Linked DNA regions of Mus musculus: all the other regions are linked to region 3. The links are chromatin contacts, called in public HiChIP or PLAC-seq and Micro-C maps. All regions are on one chromosome and are shown on one strand. Each heading gives the region's core, a stretch centred on a gene start, on an enhancer-like site or on the middle of the called end of the contact. The rest is flanking DNA. Distances are from core to core; before and after follow the strand shown.

Region 1 (4,327 bases), core at 545-3,044, 150 kb before region 3:
GGTGTTGTAGTCCTTGAAGACAGCTCCTCATGTTGTGGTGACCCCAACCATAAAATTATTGTCATTGCTACTTCATAGCTGCAACTTTGCTCCCCTTATGAATTGCAATGCAAATATCTGCAGTGTCTGATGGTCTCAGGTGACCCCTGTGAAAGGTGAGATATCTATCGAGAACCCTACCCTACAGGCTTGCCTTCAGGCAGGCCAATCTAATGAGAACATTTTTTCAGTTGAGTTTTCTTCTTCCCAGACGTTCCCAACTTATGTTGTTAACCAAAAGCCTACCCAGGACAAACCCTAAAACTGGGATGAGTCTTAGCATATTGTGCCCACCATAATGATGGGTAAATGGACTAAACGTGTAAGCTAATGGAGAGCGGTGTCTTGTATGAACCAGAGACAATGCGTCATGAGCTACAGCAATTTTTGAACTCCTCCCCCAAGGCAGCAATTTCTTTCTTTCTTTCTTTTTTTTTTTTTTTTTTTTTTTTTTTTTTGGTTTTTTGAGACAGGGTTTCTCTGTATAGTCTTGGCTGTCCTGGAACTCACTTTGTAGACCAGGCTGGTCTCGAACTCAGAAATCCGCCTGTCTCTGCCTCCCGAGTGCTGGGATTAAAGGCGTGCGCCACCACCGCCCGGTGATGGCAGCAATTTCTAAATGTGCTGGAGAACCTGGGTGCCTGGGGTCCTTCTGGAGTCTAAGGAATTAAAGAAAGGGTCCCCAGCCAGATGCTCCAATGGGAAAGTGTTGAATTGGACAAAGGAAAGCAGAGGTTCCTACAGCGTGATCTAGCAGAACCTTTCCTAATATACTAATAGAGATTCCGAGTTCTCCAAGTGAAGGTCGGAAAGCCAGCCAGTGGGGTTTCCCAAAGCAGCTGGCCAGTGAAATCCTGTCTCTACGGTGTGAGTGCTGAGAACTGAGACCTCCCCCAGGAAGAGCAGCCATGGTCAGCTTCTGGTCCAGGTCCAGGTAAGTGGATTCACCCACAGGAGTCTGAACCCAGATCCTCTCCTCACCTGCCCAGCCCAGCAGATCAGAGCTACCTACAGTGAGCCTGGGAGGAGGAAGCAAAAGGACAGGGAAAAAAATTCCTCGATCTCTAGGCCGTCAGGACAACAGTTGGAGGGGGCATAGACCAAATTGAATACGGGGGCAAGTTTGTGGGAATGGCTGATTATAATTCCTGAGTCTTAGACATGGAGCATGCAACTCTTGACTTTCTATTTATGTCGGGGGTGGTCCTCCAATCTGGACAGTTCTGGGCTAGTGGTTATTCTGGGGAAAACAAAACACTCAATTCTTTCCATTGTGCCATTCTCCAACTGCTCTCCAGTATTCAAAATGAAAGTCATCCATTTCCCCAAGACCTTTTCCTCAGTAGCCATCCGTGTCTTAAAACCAGGAAGCACAGGTTTGGCTATTCACCACCTCAAGGACTCAAGAACCATCATGTGTGGGCTTTCATTTCCCCAGCCCCGGAAGGTCCTTGTGTTCTCCATCCCTGCCGCGGTCTCAGCTGCAGAGAACACACAGAGTCAAGGAGGAAAATGACAAATGAAATGATGAAAATCAGAGTTCTGGCTGAATGATGCTGCTCTTGAACTCCTAGACTGGGATCCAGGTCTCCATAAGTCCTGTCACCTCTTACCCCAGCAAGTCCATTCTCTGACTTTTTTTTTTTCTGCTCTGTTCTATGTCCCAGGAAGCTGACCTGGGGACCACCTGAGGACATGCCCTTGTCTAAGCAAGCCTTCAGCTTTAGAAAGAATGCACAGGGTGGGGCGGCCAGGTGATGCCCACACATCCATCATGTCACTGAGCAACCCTGGGATGGATCTCTGTGGCAAGGTGATAGTGCTTTCATGTCCACAATTGGCAAGTGTTACATAGAGGGGTGTTTCTCTGTTCCTGATGTAGACATCAGAAAAGACTGGATCTTCACTCTTCCCCGGCTGAGCTCTTGATGGAAAGAGATGGGGCTATTCCAGCTTGAGATTCAAATACTCCCACCTAGACCAGGCTCCTGATATTTTATACAGGGGGGTGTCTGAGACCAAATTACTCATATGGCCACTGTACAATTATCCAACATAGAACACAGGACCAGGCCATTCTCTTGTGAAAGGTGTCCCTTGTAAAGAGTGAACAGTTCAAACTCTGACTCATTCAGGCAAGAGGTTATCTAGAGTAAGCAGAAACAGAAGGCAAGGGAGGAAACACCCTTTTCTTGATAGGGCTGGGGGGGGGGCAGTTGACACAAATCCAATGTATTTGGAAACTTTCAGTAGGAAATGGTCTGTAGCCTGGTAAAGGGAGACTGGGGCTAGCCCTCAACTTGGACTTATTCTCAGACCTCTAGAAAAGCATCCTTAAAATGTATATACACATTGGGAACTAAGAGTTCAAAGCTTAGGCTACAACTCTACCATCCAAGTACAGTGGTAGCAGTGGGATCAATTAGCAATAGGGGACACAATAGAGAAGGATCTCATAGGCCCAGTCACTGACAGGGCCATAGCCAGAGATCCAGGTCATAGTCCCATGAAGCACCTGGGCATCACTTAGAGATCACTAAGTAACATTCTGAAAGAGACTAATTTTCAGTGATGATAATTTCAATTAACAACTGCATATGTGTCCATTTCTGTTGCTATACCAAATAAACCAAGTCTGGAAACTGTATAAAGAAAAGAGGTTCACTGAACACACAGCATTTGAGGCAGGAAATCCAGGGTCAGTCAACCTTAGTCTTTCAGCCTCGATGGAGGGTCTCATGGCAGATGGCATCATGGCTTGAGGGGCTGTAAGAGGAGAGATCACATGACTTTTTTTCTAACAAATCACTCTCACAGGAACAAAAAGGGTCCCAGGATAACTACCTTTATTTATTCCGAGGACAGAGACAGCCAGGAACCAAATGTCCTTGGGGGACGAGTCACATCTAATCATGGCAGGCTGGGTATGTCAGTTTGGACAGTGGAAAGAAGGCATCTCCAATCTTGAGCTACTCAGTTAACATCAACAAGTCAGCTTCAGAGAACACTACTGCCAATCACGTGGTCATCTTTCAGGCCAGGCTCAGCTAGTGTGATTCTAGAATATGAAGGTTCGGGGAGGATTAAAACTCCTGCTTCTGTATTTGAAAAGTAGAGTTAAGTCAATACCCCCAACAGCCAGTGCTATAGATAGAAATCAACCTTTCCACGAGGACCTCTCGCCATCTTGTGTTCTCAAGACACGACGATCGTCAAGGGCATTGTCTGTACTTGATCGGTGGCCTTTGCCTATAATACTCCTTTCATGGCTCTTTCTGGCCAGCTGTTAAGAACAGATCACGAATCATCGGTCTGGGCAGAATGGGAGACAGGTAATTATATCTGGCAATAAAGGCAAGAAATAGCCAGTCATTAGACCCGGGAAGCTATTTCTGTAGCCTCAAACTACAGGATCTGTGTGACATATTCAGGCCACTCGTGAGCAGGCAGCAGAGGGAGGAAAATTTATTCCCAAAGCTGAAGTCCAGGAGAATGTATGCTCAGAGCCAGCACTGGTGTGGGGGAGCTTCCAGCAAGCACCCAGCCAGGGCGCATCAAGTTCCCTCACCCCTCTGGGATTCTGAATAGACACTTCCTAAGTTTCTAGCTCCAGTTTCTCCTTACAACAGATGCAGAATTTATTCACCATTTGGGAATAACAATAACAAAAAATTCAAACAAAAAAACCTCCTAGATGCTTTCATAGGCTTTGCCTGGAGCAAAGCTTGTGACACCCGTGAGAACGTGTTAGGGATGCCCCTGCCTCAGGACCACTGATTCTGATGCTATAGTTCTGACAGGGACCACAGGTATCTGGGATGATTGACCAGCTATTGGGAGGGACAGAAAAGAGCAACAGAGCCCAAGAGATGGCTCAGTGAGTAAAAGCACTTGTCACACAAGCATGGTGGCCTGATTTTGGTCCCCCACCACCCACAGGGTAGAAGGAGAGACAACTCCCACGGATCCTTTCTGTTCCTCACGCATGCCACGTCATTTACATACCCACCCACAAATGTACACGCGCACATAAAAGAAAATGTAAAAAAAAAATATAATTTGAAAGATCTGTGCATAATCTCATAAGTTAATGTCCTTCATTGATTCTCACCCAGCTAAAATAAATAATTGTAGCTCCAGCTTCTGCCTCTCCTCTCAGGGTCTCTGAGTACACCAGCTCAGAGAGGACTGGGCAAAGTCCGGAATGGTAAGGTCCTGGGGAGCGGATTGTTGAATACATACACTTTATTTGGGGTGAGCTAAGGTTTATATAGTTTGAGGGAAGGCA
Region 2 (4,398 bases), core at 77-2,576, 130 kb before region 3:
AACTAAACCAGCAATATCTTTTTTTTAAAAAAAAGTTATTTTAGTCATGTGTATGTGTGTGCAAGTGCTCACATCTGCCCACAGAGACCAGAGGAAGGAGTCTTGTCCCTTAGAGTGGAGTTTCAAGTTCTTTCAAGCCTAACTCTGGTCCTCTGGAAGAGCGGCAAGTGCTCTTAACCACCCAGCTCTGGAGGGTGGGGGCAGGAAGGTGGAGGCGTAATCAATCTTGTATTGCCAATTTCAGAGGACCGATCTTTAAATGATTAACATGTCTGTATATAGAGCTGAGCAGAAATCTGATCTGGAAGGCCAAAGGACACATTGCTGGGCTTGGTGACCTCCTGAAATGGGTATAAAGTCAACTAAAAGCAAGCAGGGGTGGTGCTTTCTCCACTGTACATTTCCCCAGTGGACTGTTATGGTGATAAGTACCCTGAGAGGACACAACTTTTCCTGAGTGTGAAAGAGAAGAGGGTCTTTTTCCAGCCAGGCTGGAGGCCAGGGTAGAAAAGGCCAGGACAGGGCCTGGAGAGATGGCACAGTGGCTAAGAGCACCTGTTGTTCTTGCAGAGGACTTGGGTTCAGTTCCCAGCACCCGCTTGGCAGCTCACAAGCATCTGTAACTCCAATTCCGGGGGGTGGGGGTGGGGGGTCCCGATGCCCTCTTCTGATCTCTGTGGGCAGCAGGAAATGAACTGTTAGTCACAGGATGTTAGTTTGGACAGAGGGGTGGGTAAGGAAGCCCCGTTGTGGGGGTTAAAGCTAGAAAATATAAGTTGCCTCTGGAATTGCAACTTCCAAATTTCCCCCCTCAGCACTGCAAGACTGGTCAGTCAGTCAGTCTCTGCAGACAGAGCGTCTTTCTGGAAATTCTTGTTCACAACACACACATACATTTACATAGATACACATTCACACATGTATACATGCATTCACACACCACCACTCACATACATGCACACCCTCTCATACTCCTAGACACCATCAAATGCACTAACACACATATACTTACACTCAGTCACATACAATTACATAGACATACATACATACATGTATACGCTCATATATACACTTACCCACACTCACATAATATAGGCACAGGTTTATGCTAACATATATTTACATACATACACACAGAGACACACATATATACTCATATGTGTTCACATATATACTTGCACATTCTCACATACATAGGCACTCATTTATAGTCACACATACTAGGATATACGCGCGCGCGCGCGCACACACACACACGCACGCACGCACACACACACACTCAGTGCCTTCCCCTCATAGGCTAGCCATTGGGAGGGTAAAAGCTTGGCAAAAGAAGGCTAAGGAACCAAGGTGGGCTGTAATTGACTCCCTCGGGGTTGGGGACCCTACCGGGCTGTCCCGGCTGTCCGCAGCACAGTGCTTTTGTTCTGAGGTGAATGCTTAAATCCGCCCAGAGAGGGGGTTCAGGGAAACAGTTGGAGTCGCCTGTGTTTTTGTTGGGAGGACGGAGTCACGTGAAAAACAATGAGGTAGAGTATAGCAAGTGTTAGGAAGAGACTGAGAAGTGGGGGCTTCTGGAAAGTGCTGGATTCTCCCAGTGTCACCAACAGAGAATGAGACTGCAAGTGGGGGCGGGCTGCACTTGCTGAGTCTTGAGCTAGCGACGCGCAGAGGTGCGGGGAGGAGCGAGCGCTGGAAGGAAGAGGAAGGAGGGAAGAAAGGAAAGATCGCCAAGAAAAAAGGTGAGGGGAGAGGAGAGGGGCCCTGGGGTTCGGGTTGGGGCGGTGGGCGTGTGCGGCGCGCGGGAGGGGTGTCTGCAGTCGTGTGTGTGTGTGTGTGTGTGTGTGTGTGTGTGTGTGTGCGCGTGCGTGCGCAGCTCCGCCTCGGTAGCACCCACCCGCACTTGTGAGCCCACAGAGGGTGGTGTGCGGGCAGGAGAGGTGGCCTGGGGCAGTGTCTTTCTCTGCTGGCTTTCCTTCCCGGGTGCTGGGGACTTGCGCAGGCCCTTCACAGACTGCACCGCCGCCGCTCCGCCGTAGCCAGTCTCCAACGCTTGCCTGCCTGGCTCCTCTCCAGGTGCCACCAACTCCTGCGACCCCAAGCAGGGGTGTAGCTTGGAGTTTTGCAGGCAGCCTTCTTGGAAGGGTCTAGCCTTTAAATCTAGCTAGCTGATTCTGGGCCAACCTCCCCTCCCCCGCCACAGACTGGGTCAGGCACCAGACCTGAGAGTGTGTGCGTGTGTGTTCACGCGCATGTGCCCAGAAGGTAAGGCTTGCTCAAAGCAAGCAACTGGGTTCTGGAAGACCCAGCCCACCAACACTGAGGTGTGTGGTTGCTTGCTTCCTGATTCTTGAGATGGCTCTGGGTCTGACTGGGAATTTAAAAAAAAAAAAAAAATCATCTAATTTGCCTATAGGTGGCAAAGATTTCCTAGGGTCTTAATTCCTAGAAAATAAGATGCCCAGAGCCACTCTGACAATTGTTCCCCTACTGTTCAGACACCTATCACTGTGCCCTGGTCCTGTCTTCATTTCTCATCCCCATCCTTGCACAGCTTAAGACTGCTGTGCCCAAGTCTCAGATGACACAGTGGAGGCCCAGACACTTTATATCCCTTATTCCAATTCTCAGGACCTGCAAAGAAAGTCAGAATTAAAACTGGTGTGTTGCAGGACATTGTTCCAGACTTTTAACAATGCACTCGGGTGGCAGACAGATCTCTGGGAGTTTGAGGCCAGCCTAGCCTGCACAGGGAGTTAGAGGACAACGAGAGTGACATAGTGAGACTCTATCTCATGGGGACAGGTGCACACAGTCAGGCTCTTATTACCCTCTCCAGTATCTAACACTGTAGAGCATCATGTTACTCCCCAACAACACTAGGCACCCAAGATGGAATGTACAGGGAGGGGCCCTGGGCTTCTTTTTCTTGCTACTGAGTTACTAATGTAGAAAATACGATTCTATATGAGCTGTCTGTTTTGTAGGAGAGTCGATGGGGCCCAGGACTAGGGAAGAAGATGAGGCTCATGGTCCACTTGGAGAATGTCCATCTTTGCCAGCCCCGGGCCCTGGGATGGAGGCTGATGGCTTCTTCCCTGGTGATTGTCAGTGCTTCCCTCACAGTCATCTCCTTGGCCAATGATCTTTTTATTCGCTCGCCAATCCTCCTTTGGGTTCCGTGTTCACATTTTCCAGTACTCTCTGTAGACGAGTGTGTCCCTGGCTTTAACGTGCATCCCTATGATGGCCATTGTCAAATTCATCTCTCCAGCCTTCCCTAATCGGAAATTCCAGAGCCAGATCCCCAAATACGTTAGTCTTTACTGAATAAAGGGTTTGTACCCAACTACCCCCCAGCTCCCAAGTCCAATATTTCCTAAGCCAAATCTCTCACCTTCATGCGTCTGGAAAAGATCTCAGTTTGGGTCTTGGGTTTCTTATCTAGACAGGTTAATCGCTGTCTAAACATGCCGCCCTGCTCCCGGACTCCCCGACTCTAACCCTTGAAAGCTCAGGAGTACAGTGATGGCTGGGACAGACCTTTATTATTCCCTGTTCTTGCCTCTTGGACCTTCTCCTAGTGAATAACTGCTGACTTACCAGTAGCCCCCCTTTTAGCCTGTGCTCCTCCTACGGTGAGTTTACTTTGGCTTTCATGGCCTCCTTGGCATATCACTGACACTCAGCACACATTTGGATACTTATTAACTTTTAATAACACTTTGAGACATTTTAAAGACCTAGTTTGTAGGCAGTAAAACATGTGCACAATAAAACCCATCACTGTTGGTTAGTGTGGGTCCATGACAGGATGTATAGGTGTGTATTGGGGAGTCTTTAGAAATTGAGATTTAGAGACTAAAGAGACCTAAGTTCAATTCTCAGCACCCACATTAGGAGGTTTAGAGCTGTATATGTGTAACCCCAGCTCCAGGGCATTTGACTCTCTGACCTCCATTAACACTGATACATTATTACAAATTTTAAATCTTTTTTGTGTGTGTGTGTGTGTGGATAAAGGCACTTGCCACCAAGCTTGATAACTTAAGTTTGATCCCCAGAACCCACCCGACAGGAGAGAACTGACTCCTGCAAGTTTGTCTCTGACCTCCGTGTGTATGTGACATAATGTGTCCCCACTACACCCCCAATAATAAATAATTGTTTAAAAGCTCGAGTTTCTACATGGCTGCAGGTTAAGACAGATAACGAAGTGAAAGCAGTAAGTTCTCTGTCAGTGGTGCTGATGTGAGGGGTGATTTGAAGCCTGGGGCATAAACATTCAGACCTGGTGTGTACAGTGAGTCTCTTCTACTTCTCTTAGTCCTCAAAACAAGGAGGATACAGAGCACTCGACGGCAATAGAAGAAAACGCAACAGCGTCATGGCCTCAGT
Region 3 (4,665 bases), core at 1,082-3,581:
AAAGTGTGTGTGTATGGCAGGCAGTATCCGCGTTCTGGGGAAGCCAGAACACTAGGTGTTCAGTTTTCACGTGGCAGAGAGTGACCAATAAAGCCATAAGGACGGAGCGTATTGGCATGAACCTGTGCTTTTCCCGGCCCTAGGACGGCATCGGAAGGATCACCCTCCCGACTGATTTCTAGATTAACAGTGATCCTTTGCGTATTAGTAAGGCAGGTTTACTCGGCCCTCAAGCGGGATTTTGTTTGTATATCAGGGCCAGTCAGCAATGTTTCTTCTGTGACAAGATGGGACGGTTGCTCGTTAGTGATAGCCTGCAAAATGACTTTATTTTTTGTTTAAAAAGAAAAAACCCTTCTCGGTTTCTGCTCATTCACACCTTAGTCCTCTCCTTGTCTCCTTTCCCCCTCTTTCTTCTTCTGAATGAGTCTGCTGCTTTGACTGCATTGTCGTGTCTTAGTATTCCCTAACCGGGCCACTGATGACAGCTGTGTCTGATGAGGCCATTTTTCTGGACTCATAATGGAAATTTTTTTTGTTGAGGGGTGACGTTTGCTGATTTTCTTTTACGTAAGAGTTTTCAGATATTAACCTTTTCGTTGCTTTGGCCTACCTATTGAATTAAAGAACTGCTTTTTGTCTGTTAGTCTTTCTGGATGTAATGAAGGGGATGTGTGGTTATGAAAATTTTGGTTCCTTACCAGATGGGTTTATTTTTGGGATCTGAGATGTAGGAAAGCAGAAACCTTTTAAACCCTTTAAAAAAGCAAAAGGACATATTACAGTGTTTTAAACATTCTGACGTTAGCAGTAGTATCTTGCTTATATTAAGGTCAAACATTATAATGGAAGTTTTATAATGAACTTTGCTTAAGATGAAATTAGGATTTTTGAGACTTAGCTTCTGGGAATAGGATTTTAGAGTTTTCAAAAATGATTTTGAAACATTAGGTGTCCATAGGTAAGAAACAAATTCCCATGTGCTGCTGATCCCCACTAATATTGCTTATGGTTTAGAGTGATAAAGGAAGTTTTTCTTTAGAAAATGGCAAGTCTACAAAGCTGACAAATGCTGTGTAGCTCCTGGTTCGATGGGTTTGTAAAGGCTTCACGAGTAAGATCAACGAGATTGCACTCCAGGTAGGGCTTGTGTAACTGGCAGCCATGCCGAAGAAACCTGCCAAGGTGGGAGACATGAGTCAGGTCCTCCCTTGGCCCTCTCCAAGTCTCCTCTCTGCCCCCCATTTATAGAGCCACACCCGAATTAGTTTTTAGTACAATCACAGTGTGACTTCAGAAGCACGGCCTATTAAAAAGATGGCTTTTGTTTCTTGTTTTCCCAACAACCTCATTTACACATTGTAGAATGTTCTCCCACAGCGAGGTCTAGAAGGATGGTCTGAGAACCGGGTGAGTCATACACTCCAGGGCACACTCTGCAGGGAGACCCCAGTTCTAGTTTCACATTTGCCTGCCCTCCGTGTAGGGTGTGGCTTGATGGTCGGATGGGCTGCTCCCATGCTCTCCTCTGCTCCTGGCGCCCAGTTTCCAGAAGGCCTCAACAGCATTGCTTTACGGCTCACATTTCTCCAATACATCTTCCAGTTAATATTTAATTTTGCCTACTGATTCCAGGGTATGTCAAAATCCTCAGTGAGAAGAGCAACGTAAGCCCAGAAGTGAAGCTGGTCCAGAGACCACACTCGAGGCGTTTATTCAGATGACTGAATTTTAGGACACTGAGCCAAGGACCAAATAGTGTCTCAACACTGAGCGTGGAGTAAGGCAGAGGGGTCCACAGAAGATGACTCGAGTGGACAGGTTTTCATATAAGCCACAGCGACGACAGCTGATCCCTCCAGGGCTAGCCAGGCCCACCCTCCAAGGTGGACGCAGCCGACGTGTGGACAGTCACGGTGTTGAGGCTGTTAGTGGCCTTCTTCAGAAAGCATGTGCTGTAGACTGGAGCTCACATTTAAGAATCATGGCTGAAATGCCACGGCCGCTTCCCTTCATGACAACGTTGGTCCACCAGACTTGAATAATTAGATCTCAACAACAAGGATTGGATTTAGTCTGTGAAATATAAAGTCATCTCTGACTCGCCGGTCACAGCATGGGTTCTTTTAGTTTCTTTGGTTTTGAGAGTTCTGATCACACGAGAACGTATTGGGGTCACAGAATGTGATGTAAATCCACCCAGCAGCGTATTCTGTTAAGAGAGCCAGACGTTCAGTATTTCAGGGTCATTCACCAGTGTTCTTTCTCTCAGTTCCCCTGTCTGTAAAGTTGAACATGTGCAAAGGTTGTGGTTAGCTGGATTAAAATGAAGGCGTGCGTGTGGAGCGCCAGCCGCAGCTCGTCCCGCCTAGTGGGCTGTCGGTGACAGGTGCTGGTTTTCTTGTTGTGCTCTTAATTAGCTTGAATTTCTAGGGTGTCATTTCTTAGGGTGCAGTGAACCAACTCTGAATTCTCCACTCCTGTATTTGTAGCTTTCTTAGACCAAAGTTAGCCACCGTGAAGGGCGGAGTCGGAGGGGTGTTGCTGACTTCCATTCAGGGGTGGGGTGGGGGTTCTCCCAGTTACGGGTTGTGCTCTGTAAGAGGAGAATTCAGTTTTGTGGCATGTTTTTTTTTTTTTTTTTTTTTTTTCTCTATATGGTCAAATGTAGTGACCAAATCAACTCGGAATGTTTTGTTACTAACTTTGAAATTCGTTATTTTCTGTGTAGGGGATGTTGATCTGAATAAATTACTGATTATCTTTTACAAATTTCTAGGGAGGAACCGCTAATCTGTACTCAGCACAATCCTTTCTTTCATAAACGTGGGGAGGAGGCAGCAGCACACAGCCACTTCAGAGGGCAGAGCCAACAGTCGTTATGTAACCTGGGTACATGATAGCCTCTGGCTCTAGGTCCAGGCACCCTGGGGGGCTGTGCTGGGGAGACTTACAGTGAGGTGGTACTGTTTATTGAGCTTGACTATGTAACTTAAAAGGCCTTTAAAGAATCAGCCTCTTGGAGTGGGAGATGAATGTGGGAGGAGTTAAGGGAAGGACTGGGAAGCGAATACGGTCAAAATTAATTGTATGCATCTGTGAACTCTTCAAGGACTTGAAGAATTAGTCTCATCCTCAGCTCTGCACACAGAAGCAAGAAGCATTTGGAGCTCTAAGTTGTTTCCGAAGTTAGTCTCTGTGTGGAGAAGGCTGTCTCCTCTCAAAGACTTCTGCCAGAGCGCCTAAAACACATGCCTATCGATCTTTTGTCCGTAGACCCCTTGAAGGTGGCTCCTGCCGCTAACTGGCACTCATTGTATAGATTCTGGGAGCTCTGTTGGAGAGACACACTGCTCCTGGCTGGTGGGAAGGCCACAGCAGTAGGCAGTTTAGAGATGTCCTTAAGAAGAAGACAGATTCTCAGGCAGCCTGTTTGACCTTGATGTGGCCAGGGATGACGGAGTCCCAAGTCTCCACCTCTCAGATGCTGGTTTGTGTGTGGGTACCAACATGTGTGGTCCTGGGGATCAAATCAAGCTAGGGACTCTGTGCGTTCTGGCAAGTGTTCTGCCAACGGAGCTATATTCCCAGCTGTGAAGATACATTTCTGCTTTAACAACCCTTGATATCTAACACTCCCTCCACCTCCCTACCCCCACACTCACCATCTATAGGGCATCCTGTTATTCTCCCCTCCCCTCCCCTCCCCTCCCCTCCCCTCCCCTCCCCTCCCCTCCCCTCCCCTCCCCTCCCGTCCTTCTTTCATTCTTTCACCAATGCAAACTTTTTATTTGTTTATTTATTTTTTATTTATTATTTTTTTTTTCGAGACAGGGTTTCTCTGTGTAGTCCTGGCTGTCCTGGAACTCACTTTGTAGACCAGGCTGACCTCAAACCCACAGAGATCCACCTGCTTCTGGCTCCTGCTGGGATCAGAGGTATGCACTCAGCAATAGTCTATGACTTAAAAGCCTGTTTTGGTTAGGAGCAGCAATTCACATTTAGAAAGGGAGACTGAGTCCGATCAGGGCTTTAGAGTTGCCCCCATAAAATTAATGTTTGGAAATTGCAGAAACATCTTCACTTGAAGACCAGAAGTCACATTTTTTTGGGGGGTGGTGGTGGTAAAATTCTAGATGTTTTCCAGGCAGTTTAATGTAAAATGTCAAGGTCACAGAAAAGGTTATAGAAAAGTAAATTTGTGTTGTAATTTTCAGGAGGTGATATGAAATGTTGTGTTCATATTTTTATACAATCACAAAACTACAAGGAATAGCCTTATTGTTCTTATCAAACATGATTGTGGATACAAATCAAGAACTCTTAAGTAGAGTTCCCTGTCCCTATGCAAATTAGCCCATAAGTGTACTGGCTAGTTTTGTGTCAACTTGACACAGCTGGAGTTATCACAGAGAAAGGAGCTTCAGTTGGGGAAATGCCTCCATGAAATCCAACTGTAAGGCATTTTCTCAACTAGTGATCAAGGGGGAAAGGCCCCTTGTGGGTGGAACCATCCCTGGCTGGTAGTCTTGGTTCTGTAAGAGAGCAGGCTGAGCAAGCCAGTAAGTAACATTTCTCCATGGCCTCTGCATCAGCTCCTGCTTCCTGACCTGTTTGAGTTCCAGTCCTGACTTCCTTGGTGATGAACAGCAGTATGGAAGTGTA

The links. Hi-C and Micro-C count contacts between places; a contact is called where the count stands out from the background. HiChIP or PLAC-seq counts read pairs in DNA pulled down with a chosen protein or histone mark.
Region 1: a contact with region 3 is called in a Micro-C map of the G1E-ER4 cell line. The contact joins two enhancer-like sites. A contact is called at or near these places in 1 of 39 promoter capture datasets (embryonic stem cells), 1 of 15 datasets of contacts at CTCF or cohesin (the NIH/3T3 cell line), 23 of 484 Hi-C or Micro-C datasets (the BV-2 cell line, the G1E-ER4 cell line, the HL-1 cell line and 12 more), 9 of 115 datasets of contacts at active chromatin or transcription factors (T-cell acute lymphoblastic leukemia, embryonic stem cells and stem cell-derived neural progenitor cells) and 1 of 9 other capture datasets (embryonic stem cells).
Region 2: an H3K27ac HiChIP or PLAC-seq map of embryonic stem cells shows a contact between it and region 3, with 8 read pairs. The contact joins the promoter of Ociad2 here to the enhancer-like site in region 3. A contact is called at or near these places in 3 of 39 promoter capture datasets (embryonic stem cells and macrophages), 1 of 484 Hi-C or Micro-C datasets (embryonic stem cells), 3 of 115 datasets of contacts at active chromatin or transcription factors (embryonic stem cells and pancreatic cancer cells) and 4 of 9 other capture datasets (adipose tissue, liver, macrophages and 1 more).

The regions. Positions count from the first base shown.
Region 1 is chr5:73,362,183-73,366,509 of GRCm38.p6, reverse strand. Gm34496 (a long non-coding RNA gene) reads right to left here. Exons shown (of 5, transcript XR_377015.2): 3 at 3,202-3,322; 4 at 2,884-3,097; 5 at 2,744-2,805. Among named protein-coding and RNA genes, the nearest start is that of Gm34583, 6.6 kb to the left of the region's middle. Within about 2 kb of position 1,794, at least 23 of the 459 cell types and tissues checked have an H3K27ac peak or open chromatin away from gene starts, as enhancers often do. A contact at or near this core is called in the G1E-ER4 cell line, where this site is marked.
Region 2 is chr5:73,335,875-73,340,272 of GRCm38.p6, reverse strand. It overlaps Ociad2 (OCIA domain containing 2), which reads left to right and starts at 1,326. Exons shown (of 7, transcript NM_026950.4): 1 at 1,326-1,742; 2 at 4,328-4,398. The coding sequence starts at 4,388.
Region 3 is chr5:73,207,622-73,212,286 of GRCm38.p6, reverse strand. All of the region lies in intron 2 of Fryl (FRY like transcription coactivator), which reads left to right. Among named protein-coding and RNA genes, the nearest start is that of Fryl, 47 kb to the left of the region's middle. Within about 2 kb of position 2,331, at least 77 of the 459 cell types and tissues checked have an H3K27ac peak or open chromatin away from gene starts, as enhancers often do. A contact at or near this core is called in the G1E-ER4 cell line, adipose tissue and embryonic stem cells, where this site is marked.